Linked DNA regions of Mus musculus: region 1 is linked to region 2. A link is a contact called in public Hi-C data. All regions are on one chromosome and are shown on one strand. Each heading gives the region's core, a stretch centred on a gene start, on an enhancer-like site or on the middle of the called end of the contact. The rest is flanking DNA. Distances are from core to core; before and after follow the strand shown. Region 1 holds the start of Tmem132d (transmembrane protein 132D). Region 2 overlaps Glt1d1 (glycosyltransferase 1 domain containing 1).

Region 1 (6,559 bases), core at 2,031-4,530, 770 kb after region 2:
AGGTCACTGGGCTGATTAGCCAAGGCCGTTAGCACATGAAAATATGTGTTCTATTGCATTTAAGGGCTCCTATTGGTGGACGAGAGTAAAAACAGTAACACAGTACAGTAGATATTAGTATTTGATACCAACTCCATTTTCCATTCATTCCCAGACAAATTAAACAGTTAAGAGTGTGTGTTTACTTGGTTGAAATACTCTCCAGTATAGCTCATACTGGACTTCAAGTTAGTCAGAACCTGCAGATATGAGTAGGGATATTGCACTGTGGATGAAGTATTTGCCTTGTTAAGGTGAGGACATGAGTTCTAATCCCCAACACCCATGTAAATGCTAGGCAGGCATGACAGCCACCTATAAACCCATCAAAATGGACTCAGGGGATCCCCTAGGTATGTTGGGTAAGGGGGCCAGCCAGAACCAGTGTGCTCTGGGTTCAGCAAGAGTTCCTGCCTCAATATGTAAAATGGAGAATAATCAAAGAAGAAGCACGTGATGAAAACTTCCAGCCTCCATGTGCACGCACACACGCATTCCCATCTAACCCCACACACATATGTGCACGAATGCCAACGTGCAAACTACACATACACACACTCACTACACACATAAAACAGATATGTTGCTAGCAAGCACTTACAGGTCATCACACAACTTTAAGAGGGAAGTGGGGGGGGGGGAATGGAACAAACACCAGACTGTCCTTGGGTGCGTGTCTCGTCTGCCCCTATGAAGTCCCCTTTTACACTGCTTGATACCAAGCCATCAATCCCCATCCTTCCCAGCTGAGAACCACAGCTGTGTTACCTCACACGGGCTCAGCCTTTAACCTTGCTCACAGCTGCGTGAAGGTTCCCCACATTCCGACTGGGCTTCAACAGTCTGCCCGAGGCAGGCTCCGCCAGTCCTCTTTCAAAGTTCGAGCAAAGAACCTTACATGACATTAACATTACTGACAAGCTGGGTTCTAGCCATTTGGGAAAGAGATGCTCCCCCCTCCCACCCCATACCTTGTTTAAGGACGAGTTCAAAAGCACCCAGGGCAAGGTGGCACCCATCAGCACAGCTGCTCATAATGAAGGAATCAGTGAGGGAGTGAGAGGGAACACCATTATTAGTGTAGAGTCAGTCCAAAGCCGCCCTTAATAAAGCCCTGCTATTAAGGAATAAAAACAAAGACGTCTATTCTTATCAAACCAAGCAACAAGGACAACAGCACGCCTCCCAGCTATGCTGGAGTGGCATCGTGGCCCTGACGACCTAGGGTCTGCATTTTTTTTTTTTAACCAACCTCCTCTTTGGTTTCCAGTGTATTCTATATCTCCAAAGCTGTGGCTCCCTCCCGGAAGTGGGGCTACTCCTCATTAGCTTACCTGAGCCCCCTTCAACAGCACTTGAAAACACAGTGACATAAACACCTAGCATGCCCCCGCAACCATTCCCACGCAAAAAAAAAAAAAAAAAAAAAAAAAAAAAAAAAAAAAAAAAAAAAACAGCAATCAATCTGCCTAACTCTACAAGATTCTATGCAACTAGATTGCCAGATACCAGAAAAGCCAGAAACCAAAATCAACATATCATAAAAGATTGCGCTTGTCAACTGGCTAGGAAGTTTCAGAGAGATGTTGCCTGATAAATATTCGCAGAGAAATATGTTTACAGGGTTTTTTTTTTTTTTTCCAGCACACAGGAGACCGCAAAGAATCTTGACTTTTGCTGTAGAAAGGGGGTGTAGGGGAGAAAACTACCCACAAATAGAAACCTCCTGCTCGGCCAGGAAGACGTGTAGAGTCCATCTACCGTGTCCTGTGGATATCGATCGCTCTGCAAGGCATTTCTGTCCCAAGCTTTCAAATTTGCTTGTACCAGGCAGGGATTTGAAGGAGACGGTAATAGCAGGTAAACGGGGCTTCCCGCTTCTACTCACGGCCCCATGTCAGGACCCCACTGGGAAGACTTGGGTCAGATAGACAGTAGAGCATCTGTGGAAGTATTCTCCTATCCCCCCACCCACCCCCACCCCCATCCCCTATACACACACAGCAGCTGCAGAAGGCCGACCCAGGAGACCCTGGGCTGAAAGGGTCTCTGGCCAACTGTGTTCTTAACGGCCCGTGGTACACTAGCTGACATTCTCGCACAGCAGGGCTGTTGAGAATTATTTCTAAACCGGTTAGGGCCAGTTGGGAAGTCCACACCAAATTCTAGGAAGCGTCCAGGGCCAGGGCAGACTAGGCTTCCCCGTTTCCCTTTGTCGCTTAGGCACACTCTCCTAGGGCATCATACCAAGACTTCCAGGGAAATCACCTGCTGCCAAGGTGTCTGCCCCGGAACCTTGGCTCCACAAACCTGCTGTGTACACACACACACACACACACACACACACACACACACACACACACCCACCGGCCCTCTCTGGGCCACCCACATCCACATCTACTCTCAGCAAAGTTAAGTCCCCCGGGCCCAGGTAGCCCCAGCGTCCTCACCTTTGGAGAAAAGGGCAGCTAGGCTGATGAGCACGGGAGACCAGAGGTACCACAGAGTCCCCATCTCAGATGGGCACATCCTGGAGACTTGGAGCGCGGGTCCTCTGCTCCTCCGTGGTGTCCTCTGGCTGAAGAAGGGATGTCGCCAGATCCCCGGAGAAGAGAAGCTGAGCTGGATGACCAAGACGCATCTGGCTAGGGACCCGAGCAGCAGGGCCGCCCTGTGCCGGGTCCCCACAGGTCCATAGCCAGGCCGCTCAGGCTCCGGGGTCCCGCAGCGCAGGCCGAGGCTCACCTCAGTCTTTCGACTGCGCTGAGGACTGGCTCGTGAATTGAATTTCACTCCACAAGGGGGGTCTCCGGTGTTGCGTCCCCAAGCATGGAGAGCGCTCTGAGGACTCCGGCTGGGAGGCTGCGGTGGGCTAGCGCGCGCGGGCGGCTGCGGGGCTGCGAGGTTGCGGGGCCCGGGGCGCGGGCAGAGGCGGCGCGGGGGTCCCCGGGCTGGTAGCCAGGCACGCGTGGGGACCCGGGGCACATAGCCTCGCCGCCCCCATCCCGCGCCACGGGGCTTCGGCGCGCGCGCTCCGCCGCCCAAAGTTTGCGGGGCGCTGCGGCTCCACCCCAGCCCGCCCCGGCTCCCCACGCGCGCCCGGCGCACGGCCGGCTCCGGAGACGAGCAGCGCTCGGGGCGGAGGGCGAGCGGCGCGCGGACGAGTAGGCGCGAGCTCGGGGCGGCTGCATCCGAGCGCACCCAGAGCAGCGTGCCCAGGCGGGCTGGGGTTGTTGCTTCCTAATTTCTCTCTCTTCCTCTCTCCCTCTCTCTCTCTTTTTAAGCCCCACCCTTCTGGAGTGACAGCTGTGAGCCCCAATCCGCAAAGTAGGTCCCACCTTCCTGGTTGCGGGGCGCCCAGCCTCGCAGTCGCCCTCTCTATGTGCTCGAATAGGAGGGAGATGTTCAAAGGAGGTTATGGACACCCCGCAAGCCCCGAGGAGCGCGCACGAGAACCAGCGTGGATGTCCACGCTCACAACAGGTGTGGAAAGGCCATCTGCCCTGCCTTCTTAAAGCTTCTGACTATAGGCGGCCTTCAGGCAAGGACAGTTCAGGAACCCCTAACATAGGCTGAAGTGTTTCCGGTGAACTCTAGATTGTGAGCCTGGGATGCCAAAATGACCCTCAAATTCCTGTCCCTGAAAGATTTCCATCCTGGCTCCCCGCTGGCCTTTGGGCATTAGGGAATTGGCATTAGGGAAGATATTTCATTGAAAAGCTAATAGGTACAGCTCTCCACTCATGCCTTCCAGGGTATCTAAGGCGAACTCACACCAAGATACATAATACCCATGCTAGTGTCCCGAGCCGGAGCCCTCCTCACTGCTCCGCAGAGCCTTGGAAACAAGCAGATGTTGTGGGGATTCAGAGAGGAAACCCAGCATCACTCCAACGAGTGGGTTCACTTCTGCGGATAAAAATGGACTGGGTTAGTTAATTTTCTTTGTGCCATGACAAAATACTTAACAAAAGCAACTTAAGGGAAAGAGAGTCCGTTTTGGGCTCACAGGCATGAATTGGTTAGTTTTTGTCCGGTTGACATGAGCTAGCGTCATTTGGGAAGAAGAAACCTCCGCTGACTAAATGCCTCCATCAGATTGCCCTGTAGGGAGCCTGTGGGCATTTTCTGGATCAATGATTGCTGTGGGAGGAGCCACTGGAAGTAGTACCGCCCCTGGGCGGGTGGTCCTGGGTTTTATATGAAAGGAAAGCTACAAAGGCCATGGAGAGCAAGTCAGTGGGCCGCTTCCTTCCACTGCTTCTGTGTGTCTGTTCCTGTCTCCGGATTCCGACTCTAACTTCCCTCCATGATGGATTTAAACTAGAGGATGAAACCAACCCACTTCTCCTCAAGTTGCTTTTGATCTTTGTTTTTATCACAGCTTGGCAGCAAAGAGCATGAGGCAGCTGGTCACATGGCATCTGCAGTCAGAAACTGGGGGCGAGGGCGCCAGGCTGGTGCTCAACTTGCTCTCTCTGTATTTAGTCTGGGGCCTCTGTCCATCCATGGTAGCACCCACATTCAGGATGAACCTTCCTCTTCAGTTAAACCTTTGTGGGAACCCCCAGAGGTGGGTCTTCATGGTGACTTTTAAGTTAGAACATGACAGGACTCACAGAATCTGGCTAAGGAGGCAATCCACACCAGGGAGCTACAAAACCATCCCCAGCTTTAAGCATTTTCAGCTCCCTGACTTCCAAGGGAAGATCAGAGGAGTCAGGGTTGTTCTGCCAAAAACAGCCCAAAGGCCTCTGTCTTTCTGGGTATCCTCATCTTTGGGGTACCAGCTCCAGATTTGTCCTGTGTGCCTTTCTTAAATTTTGTCTTTCTGGTGTTCTGTCTGTCTCTGTCTCTATATCTCTCGATCTCTTTCTGTGTGTGCATGAGCACGGGCACACACATGCGCGCGCACATGCACTCACACACACACACACATTTTCTGTTTTCTAAAAACTTTACAGAGTTAGCAATACAAAGAACCTGGTTGAAATGACTGCTGTGCCCATCCCTGAACTGATGTATCGAGGCAGGTGGGACTCCAGGCTGCCTTACTCTTTTCCCCGACGGATGGGAGAAACAGAGGTTTCATCTCTGGCAGGCATTTCTCTGAATGACCCTTCACATCTCACCAAGCTTCCCCCTTATTTCTTTGTGGCTGATCCAATTGTGTGGATTCACGTATATTTTTAAAGGTTTATTTATATTTATGTTGTGTATGTGAGTGCTTTGCCAACATGTATGTAAATACCTTGTGTGTGTACAGTAACAGCAGAGACCAGGAGAGGCCAATCCCCTGGAACTGGAGTTACAGACAGTTGGGAGCCACCATGTGAGTGCTAGGAATCAAACTCCGAGTTCACTGCAAGAGCAGCCGGGATTCTTAAACACTGAGCCATCTCTCTAGATCCCCAAGTGAGTGTGTGTGTGTGTGTGTGTGTGTGTATGTGTGTGTCACACACATATACATACACACACACACACACACACACACACACACACACACACATATATATATATATATATATATATATATATGATTTTTGCAGCCTTGGCTGTCCTGGAACTTGCTTTATAGACCAGGTTGTCCTGGAACTCAGAGATCCACCTGCCTCTGCCTCTGCCTCCAAGTACTAAGTTGAGTACTGGGCTTAAAAGGATGCCTCCACCACTGGCCAGCTCAAGCCTATTTTTAGGACAATCCTTAAGTTCATCTCCTAGAAGTGAATGGCTTCTATTTTTTATTTTAAAAATGACTTTACTTTTTTTTTTTCCTAAATCATCGTCCCCCTGAATCGTAAACAGCAGGCAACTCTTTTAAGGTATATCACCGCACAAGGCTTCTCTATGTCCTTAAGATCAAAGAGTCGAGCTGCTGCCTAGGATTTCTTCATCATACGTAGTTACCTGGCAAACATTTTCTCTGTTCAAACTGTGCAGACCCAACGAGTGGTTAAAATAAGAGGTAAGAATGACTCCCCCTCCAACTCTCTTCATGGGGCTGCTGGAATGTGTGTGCCCACTCTTCCACAGGCAATTAGCAGAGCTGAGGGTGGGGGAGCCAGTCCTTGGGAAGGCCTTCGACTATTCATGGCTGCCTGCCAGGACTTCAGCTGCAGCCTGGTGCCAGAGGCAACCCCTTCCTATTGGATCCACTAGCCCTGTCATTCTCGATGGTCAGAAGTGTGCTTTCCTCCAAGAATATGTGTTTCATCTGCAAAGCTATAAATCAATTGGAAGCCAAACTTCTACCGATGATTAAATAGCATTAACTGTTCATGCTGAGCGTGTGATCTCAACACTAGGCGGGCTTGCCATTTTACAGAAAGATACCATCCTCCAGCCAGTTTAAAGAAAGAACAGTTGTGCCCGAGATCTGGTAAAGACAGCAAGGAGGCTGGATTCGCAAGCCGCCCAATGAATGTCCGCAGTTGCATGCACTTGTGCCCATTTTGTGCGTGAAGACATCACAGATACTAGAGATCACACTATCGTAAGGCTGAATCCCACTCCCTCCATC
Region 2 (6,472 bases), core at 529-3,028:
ATAAAGAAATCTAAAACAACTTTTTTTTTTTTTAATTAAAAACTGAGGGCTGCAAAGATGTCTTGGCTATTAAGAGCAGAGGACCTGAGTTCAGGTCCCAGCACCAGCATCAAGTAGCTCACAACTGCCTGCAAGTCCAGATATAGGACATCTGGCGCCCTCTTCTGGCCTCCATGGGTATCTGCACTCATGTGCACTTACACAGCCACCCACACACATGTACATATAATTAAAAACATTTCATTTTTTAACATAGTAAACATTAAGGAAGAAACACACTACTCGTGAAGTAGCTAAGATGGCTTGGCCCCTCCCAGATGAGAATACAGGAGATACTGACAAAAACCTAATAAAAGATGAGATTATCTTGTTTCCATGGCTGGGGGATAGTTATTATATTTGAAAGTGAAGCTGTTTTTAATACGCATTTTTTGTCCAGGGTTGTGGGTGGATTTTTCAATAAAGTTCAGCCCAATGTTTTTATTTGATTCGATTTCTTTTCAAATACAAATATGTATAAATAATATAAAGGTAGCTTACTCAGCTGTACTTATGGAATTCTTTTAGGTAGATTTTGGAGGAGAGACTTTGATTCATGTACCGTGAACAGCAGATGATGTGTTTTGAGCAATGTAGTCTTAATCTTGCTGGAGGAAAAGCCAGCTTTGGTTTTGAACTTTATGTGCAGACTTAACTCAGGCTGTACTTTGGGTAATTGTACCTAATTAGTCCAAAGCGAGACCAGATATCAGTAATCCTAGTTTGAAAGATAAGATTACGGGTGCTTCCACGTCCCTGGGGCTTTCTTTCCTCTTTCTCCTCCTCCTCCTCCCTCACCTCTTCCTCCTCCCTCCCCTCCTCCTCCTCCCCTTCTCTCCCTCCTCCTCCCCGCTCCCTCCTCCTCCTTCTTTTCTTCTTTTTGAGCCAGGGTCTCACTATGTAGTCCTGGCTGACCTGGAACTCACTATGTACACCAGGCTGACCTTGAACTCAAAGAGGTGGGCCCGCCTCTGCCTCCTGAGTGCTGGGATTAAAGGTTTTGAAGCCGCCACCGTGCCTGGCACTTTGTGACTTCAAAAGAGAGAATGTGGAGGCTGCAGAGATGGCCCCATGGTTAAGAGCACTAGCTGCTCTTGCAGAGGACCCAAGTTCGATTCCCAATTATCCATATGGCAGCTTACAATCATCTATACCTCCAGTCCCAGGAAATCCTATGTCCTCTACTGGCCTCTGTGGGTACTGCATGCACATTCTCTCTCCCTCCCTTCCTCCCCCAACCCCTGAGACTTTTTTGTTTGTTTGGTTTTTGGGTTTCTCTGTGTAGCCCTGGCTGTCCTGGAACTAACTCACTTTGTAGACCAGGCTGTCCTGGAACTCAGAAATCTGCCTGCCTCTGCCTCCTGAGTGCTGGGATTAAAGGCGTGTGCTACCAAGCCCGGCTCGAGACATTTTTTTAAAGGAGAGAATATGTGCATATATAGATATCATGTATGTCAATGTACTTTTAAGCAAAGAATCCAGTTCAAAACTTAAAAGTGCATTTTTTTTCTCCATCTTCATTTAGAAGGGTAATTAAGTTGGGTGTGGTGATATGCTAATCCCATAGCAGCCTAGCTTCTATTCTCCTTAGAAACACACTTTTCTAATACAAGTGGAGAAAGTCAAGATGTCCCTTTCAGTTCCCCCTTTCTACGCGAAATTAATTAAGCTGGCAACTGAACTCTGTCACTGGAGGAAATGGCCGTACCTGGAGACTTGTGAATTTCTCTATTCATTCGTCTCTCGTGGCTGTTTCTCTGGGATTTAATGAAAAACTAAAAGGCTGAGAACTAAAGCAGCTGTGTGTGTGTGTGTGTGTGTGTGTGTGTGTGTGTGTGTGTGTGTGTGTGATATTTTAAGAGGAAGGGGGAGAGTATTAAGACTCCATTTTAAGGCTCCTGAGAACTTATTAGGTAATTTGACTAATTATTTGATGGGAAAAGCCAGCATCCTGTAAGGTACATGCTCTAAAATAAGCACGGCTTTGTAAGAGACCCATTTGATAGAATATTACTAAAAGGGGTGGGAGGGGGCACGGCTAGGTTAAGAATGGGCTGGGCTGTAGAGCACCTGCTTAGAATTAACCAGGGAGGGGCTAGGGCTTCGTTTAGAGGCTTTGGAGGTGGTACAGCCCTTGGATGAAGGGTTGGGGCGTGGCTCAATAGTATTGCCGTTGGCTCTGATCTGGGAGCAGCACAAGATAAGGACAAAGACAAAAGAAAAGAAGGCTCAGATCACAGTTACAAAAAGACCTCTCATTCTCAGGTTAATATAAAAGGCTAATCTTCTGGAATTAACTTTCTGCCAGTGGAAACTCCATTAAGAGTTCTTGTAATAGATGTAGACTCTAAGGCTCAACCGGGGCAGCAAAAAATAATGACTTTGATTTGAAATTACAAAAAAAAAAAAAAAAAAAAAAAAAGACTTCCAATTGTAGCTTTTTGAAAAGAATTTATATAATGGTTACAAATTGCGCAGAGGAAATCACCACCCGTGCACACGAGGCTCACACAGTGTATCAATGCAGATTACACATACATTGTATCAATGCAGATTACACACAAATTGGCACTTCTAAAAGAGGTCCTTTGCCCTCCTGTTCTTTTTTCATAGAAATCTCTTACCAAGCAAGGAGAGAAAGTAACATGGTAAAACCAGGCAAGGCTTCACTGTGAAAACATACCTGGGTACGAATGGGAGGCTTTTCTAACTGGGCTGGGTGTAGTTCAGTAGGCCACGGGCCCCTAAGCATGTAGGATGTAGTTCCATCCTCTAGCCCCACAAAACTTTGGTGTGGTGCTCCTCTGTAATGCAAGTAGTCAGAAGTGGAGACGCCCCTTACACAAGGTCATCCTTAGCTACCTAGCTTGTTTGAGGCCAGCCCCAGCTACTGGAAGCCCCCCCACCCCCCACCTTTTTTTTTTTTTTTTTTTTTTTCAAGACAGGGCTTCTCTGTGCAGCCCTGGCTGTCCTGGAACTCACTCTGTAGACCAGGCTGGTCTTGATCGAACTCAGAAATTCGCTTGCCTCTGCCTCCCAAGTGTTGGGACTAAAGGCATGCGCCACCACGCACGGCGGAAGCCCCCTTTTAAACAAACAAAACAAAACCAACAAACAGAGAGCTTGAGATGGGGATGTGGTCCTAAGTATGGAATCCAGCATGGGAGGCTTTGAACCTGAAGATGAGAGGTCTGGAGAGCTGGCAAAAGCTGGATTTGAGGCATGACACAAGATCGATGGAGGCATGCTGTCTAGGCACAGGGGGTGTGGACTGGAAGGTTCTGAGAAAGTTCGTGCTCTGAAGCACTGAGTCCCTAAAGAAGGCAACCCATGTTGAGGGTTTACCTAGCATGCCGTTTGAACTTGTTATTTTCTCTCGTATATGTGCTGGTGAGGTCTAGGAGGCCACTGGATAACTTGTCTGTCTCCAACCCCCCATTTTATGTTTGCTTTTGTAGCCGGTCTCTATTATCTTCTTTAAACAGGAGATCTCATTTTGTTCGGAGGTAGGGTCTTGATGTATCCCACACTGGCCTCAAACTCAAGGCGATCCTCTTGCTTTACTCTCCCAAGTGATGACATTACAGGCACCCGCTCCTGTGCCTAGCTGAGAAGTGAATTTCGAAATACTTCCTTATAAAGGGCTTTCGAGTTCATGGGATTCTCTCAGCGACACCTGTATCAGCTGGATGCAACCTTGAGTAGGACAGGGAAAACTTTGGTGGGCCAGGGGTTCAAAGGGTTAAATTTAAAACGGCAATGCTGAGGCAAAACCCAAACTGAAGTGAACAGCTCTGTCCTGGAGTGGAAGCTGCCCCTCCTCATATCCGTGGCTGGTTGCCTGTCTTCCCATGGAGGGTCTGCCTGGCTGGGCTTTGTCACCACGACTTGTTCCCCAACCTGATAGATAAGTTTGAGAACTAGTGTGTGTGTGCCGTTTACAGTGTCAGGGCCTTGCTTTGTTAGTATGTGGTGCTGTGCCCCCACATACATGTATGTGTGTGTGTGTGTGTGTGTGCTCGCTTGTGTGTAGAGTGTGTATACACACGACAGAATGATGACCTCCGGCTTCAGGTGTCACTTCCTGACTTCATCAGAATATTTAGGTCACAAAATAAAAATATACACAGTGTTGGTCCCTATTGATCCTGTCCAGGGGACTCTATTTTGACCACAGCCATCAGCATTTGAGTCCCTCCTTTGCTATGGGACAGAGGATTCCCTGCCCCTCTCCAGCTCCCACTTCTGTCCAGACATTTAATGCGCACTAGCCCCTTATCTCTAATGGGCTTTTTGCCATCTAGCAGGCTCTTGTGCACTTTTACCAGAGACTATCACAAAGAATAAGAAGCTGGGATCTTGGTACGAAGGGAGAAGGAGAGAAGGAAGAGGAGGAAGGACAAAATTGAAAAAAGAAGAAGAGAGAGAGAGAGGAGGAGGGAAAGAAGGAGGAAGGGGGCAGAAAAGGAAGGAGGGAGACAGCTGCCTCTGGTGGGATTCTGGGAACACTGAAGGCGCTGCTTGGTCTTGAGGTCAACATGTCCTTCCCACTGGCTGCCACTTGTGCTTTTTGGGTCTGTCTCCCACCTCTTCCTTTTTTTTCTACCTCCCTCTCCCCCTTTTCTTCCCTCTCCCCATCCTCTCTTTGTCTTCTCTTCTTTCCTTCCTCCTTTGGCCTGAGGGATAGGGAATACCCTTTTCCACTTGGGGACAAAGCACCCCTGAATGGCACTTGTCCACCACCTCTCCTTCAGCCACAGGTACACTCCTGGGCTCTGGGGACTCTCCTGCATTAAGCCCGATTTCTTTCTTTGTTCTTCTTAAAGGCTCTGTTATTAACGGCAAAACCCTTTAGGAATGGAAGTAACTCTGTGCTCCTAACAAGCCATTTGTGGGTGACTTAGAGATGTTTCCAAAAGGGTAATTTAATTATCTTGGTCTCTGAAAGTGTAGAATGGTCGGACCATTAAATTTACTCCCTACCTTTCTCTTCCCTTTTTAAAAGCCACATGCAACTGGGAAGATCTTTGTCCAGAGTCAAGGTAAGAACTTTTAAATATATTTGTAATATATATTTAATATATAATATGTAGTGTCTATAATTTCAAGTGTCCATATAAGACATATATGATTTATTGCGTTTGTTTTACTCATTTGTGTTCATGTGCACACCACTCACTGGACACACATGGAAGTTAGAGGACAACTTTCAGGACTTGGTTCCTATCTCTAGCCTTAGCTGGAATTACAGGACTGAACTTGTATAACAATGGAGGCAAATTTTTGCCTTGATCTGGGGGCTGTGGACTCTTCTGTTACACAGCATTTTCAACCCCTCCCAGGAGTTCCCTGTGACAGTGACACACAGCTCTCTTCTCTAGTGGCTGAAGCAGGGAGAACTAGAATGTGTCGGCCCCACAGGCCCCTCTTGGCTTCATCATGTCACTGAGGCTCCTCTGGACCTCTGAGACCCCAGCACTCTGCAGATGAACTTAGAAAGGTCAGAACTGAGTGAGTTCAAGGCCAGCCTGGGTTACATGAGACCCCCTAGCTTATTTTTCAAGCTCTAGTCATAGGAGTCTCTATTGCATAACAGATGTGCCCAAAGGGCTGGTAAAGGGTTTCCGAATCTGTGTAGGCAGAGTCTGGTCCTCCCCTGTTTTGTTTCTTGTCCAGAGAGACTGGGCTCCTGGTGAACTGGCTTGATCCCTTTGTCCGGCCACTGTCTGCATAGACTGCAGTAAGCGCCTACCTCGCAGGTCTTAGGGCTGTGGGTCCTGTGCAGAAGGTACCTAAGCAGCACTTTCTGGGCAAGTGATGACCTTGAAGCAAGGTTAGAGGTGGGTGGATGATGGAACTTATGAGTCCAACCCTCCTCTCCCTTCCTCTCTTTCTTCAGAGCCTTTTTCTGTAAGTCCAGCTTTCCTTGGAACTTGAGGCAGCCATCACTCAGGGCTGAGTTTTTTTTTTTTTTTTTTTAACTTAAAAAAAAAATCCATCCGAGGAAATGACCGAGGGCTCGCAACCGCACAATTCATTGAGTGTCGGTTTTAGGAATTGTAAGTGAAGGAGAGCCTTTACCTAGAGCAGTAGAATTCAAGTGCCGATGTTTTAGAAGACTTCCTGAGTCTCTTTAAAGAGCTCAAGGTCTGTACCAACCAAGGTGGTCGGTGGGGATGGTGGTTGATTGGGATGCTACATCCCTGGAATCCACAGGTGCATTCAACCTGAGCCCAAGGGCCCAGGAAACTCCTAAGTTGAATGGATTTGTAAGAGCCAAAACTTCCTTTTTTTCTTTCCTACTCTGTCCACCAGGAATTGCAACAATACCAAATGCCAACTTTAACTGGAACACCTTCCTGCAGCAATCAGGTAAGGCGTGGCTCCCTTCTTGGCCCTTTGCGGGAGCATCCCTCCGCATCTGCTGTCAGAT

The links. A called contact is a pair of places that touch in the nucleus more often than the background predicts.
Region 1: a contact with region 2 is called in a Hi-C map of embryonic stem cells, with 2.6 times the contacts expected there. The contact joins the promoter of Tmem132d here to the enhancer-like site in region 2. A contact is called at or near these places in 9 of 39 promoter capture datasets (HPC-7-derived erythroid cells, cranial neural crest, embryonic stem cells and 5 more), 1 of 15 datasets of contacts at CTCF or cohesin (stem cell-derived epiblast-like cells), 17 of 484 Hi-C or Micro-C datasets (LSK cells, cerebral cortex, cortical neurons and 9 more) and 13 of 115 datasets of contacts at active chromatin or transcription factors (astrocytes, craniofacial prominence, embryonic basal ganglia and 9 more).

What each region holds. Positions count from the first base shown.
Region 1 is chr5:128,429,797-128,436,355 of GRCm38.p6, forward strand. It overlaps Tmem132d (transmembrane protein 132D), which reads right to left and starts at 3,281. Exons shown (of 9, transcript NM_172885.2): 1 at 2,490-3,281. The coding sequence starts at 2,568.
Region 2 is chr5:127,658,298-127,664,769 of GRCm38.p6, forward strand. It overlaps Glt1d1 (glycosyltransferase 1 domain containing 1), which reads left to right. Exons shown (of 12, transcript NM_177005.4): 5 at 5,045-5,081; 6 at 6,355-6,411. Among named protein-coding and RNA genes, the nearest start is that of Glt1d1, 29 kb to the left of the region's middle. Within about 2 kb of position 1,779, at least 10 of the 459 cell types and tissues checked have an H3K27ac peak or open chromatin away from gene starts, as enhancers often do. A contact at or near this core is called in embryonic stem cells, where this site is marked.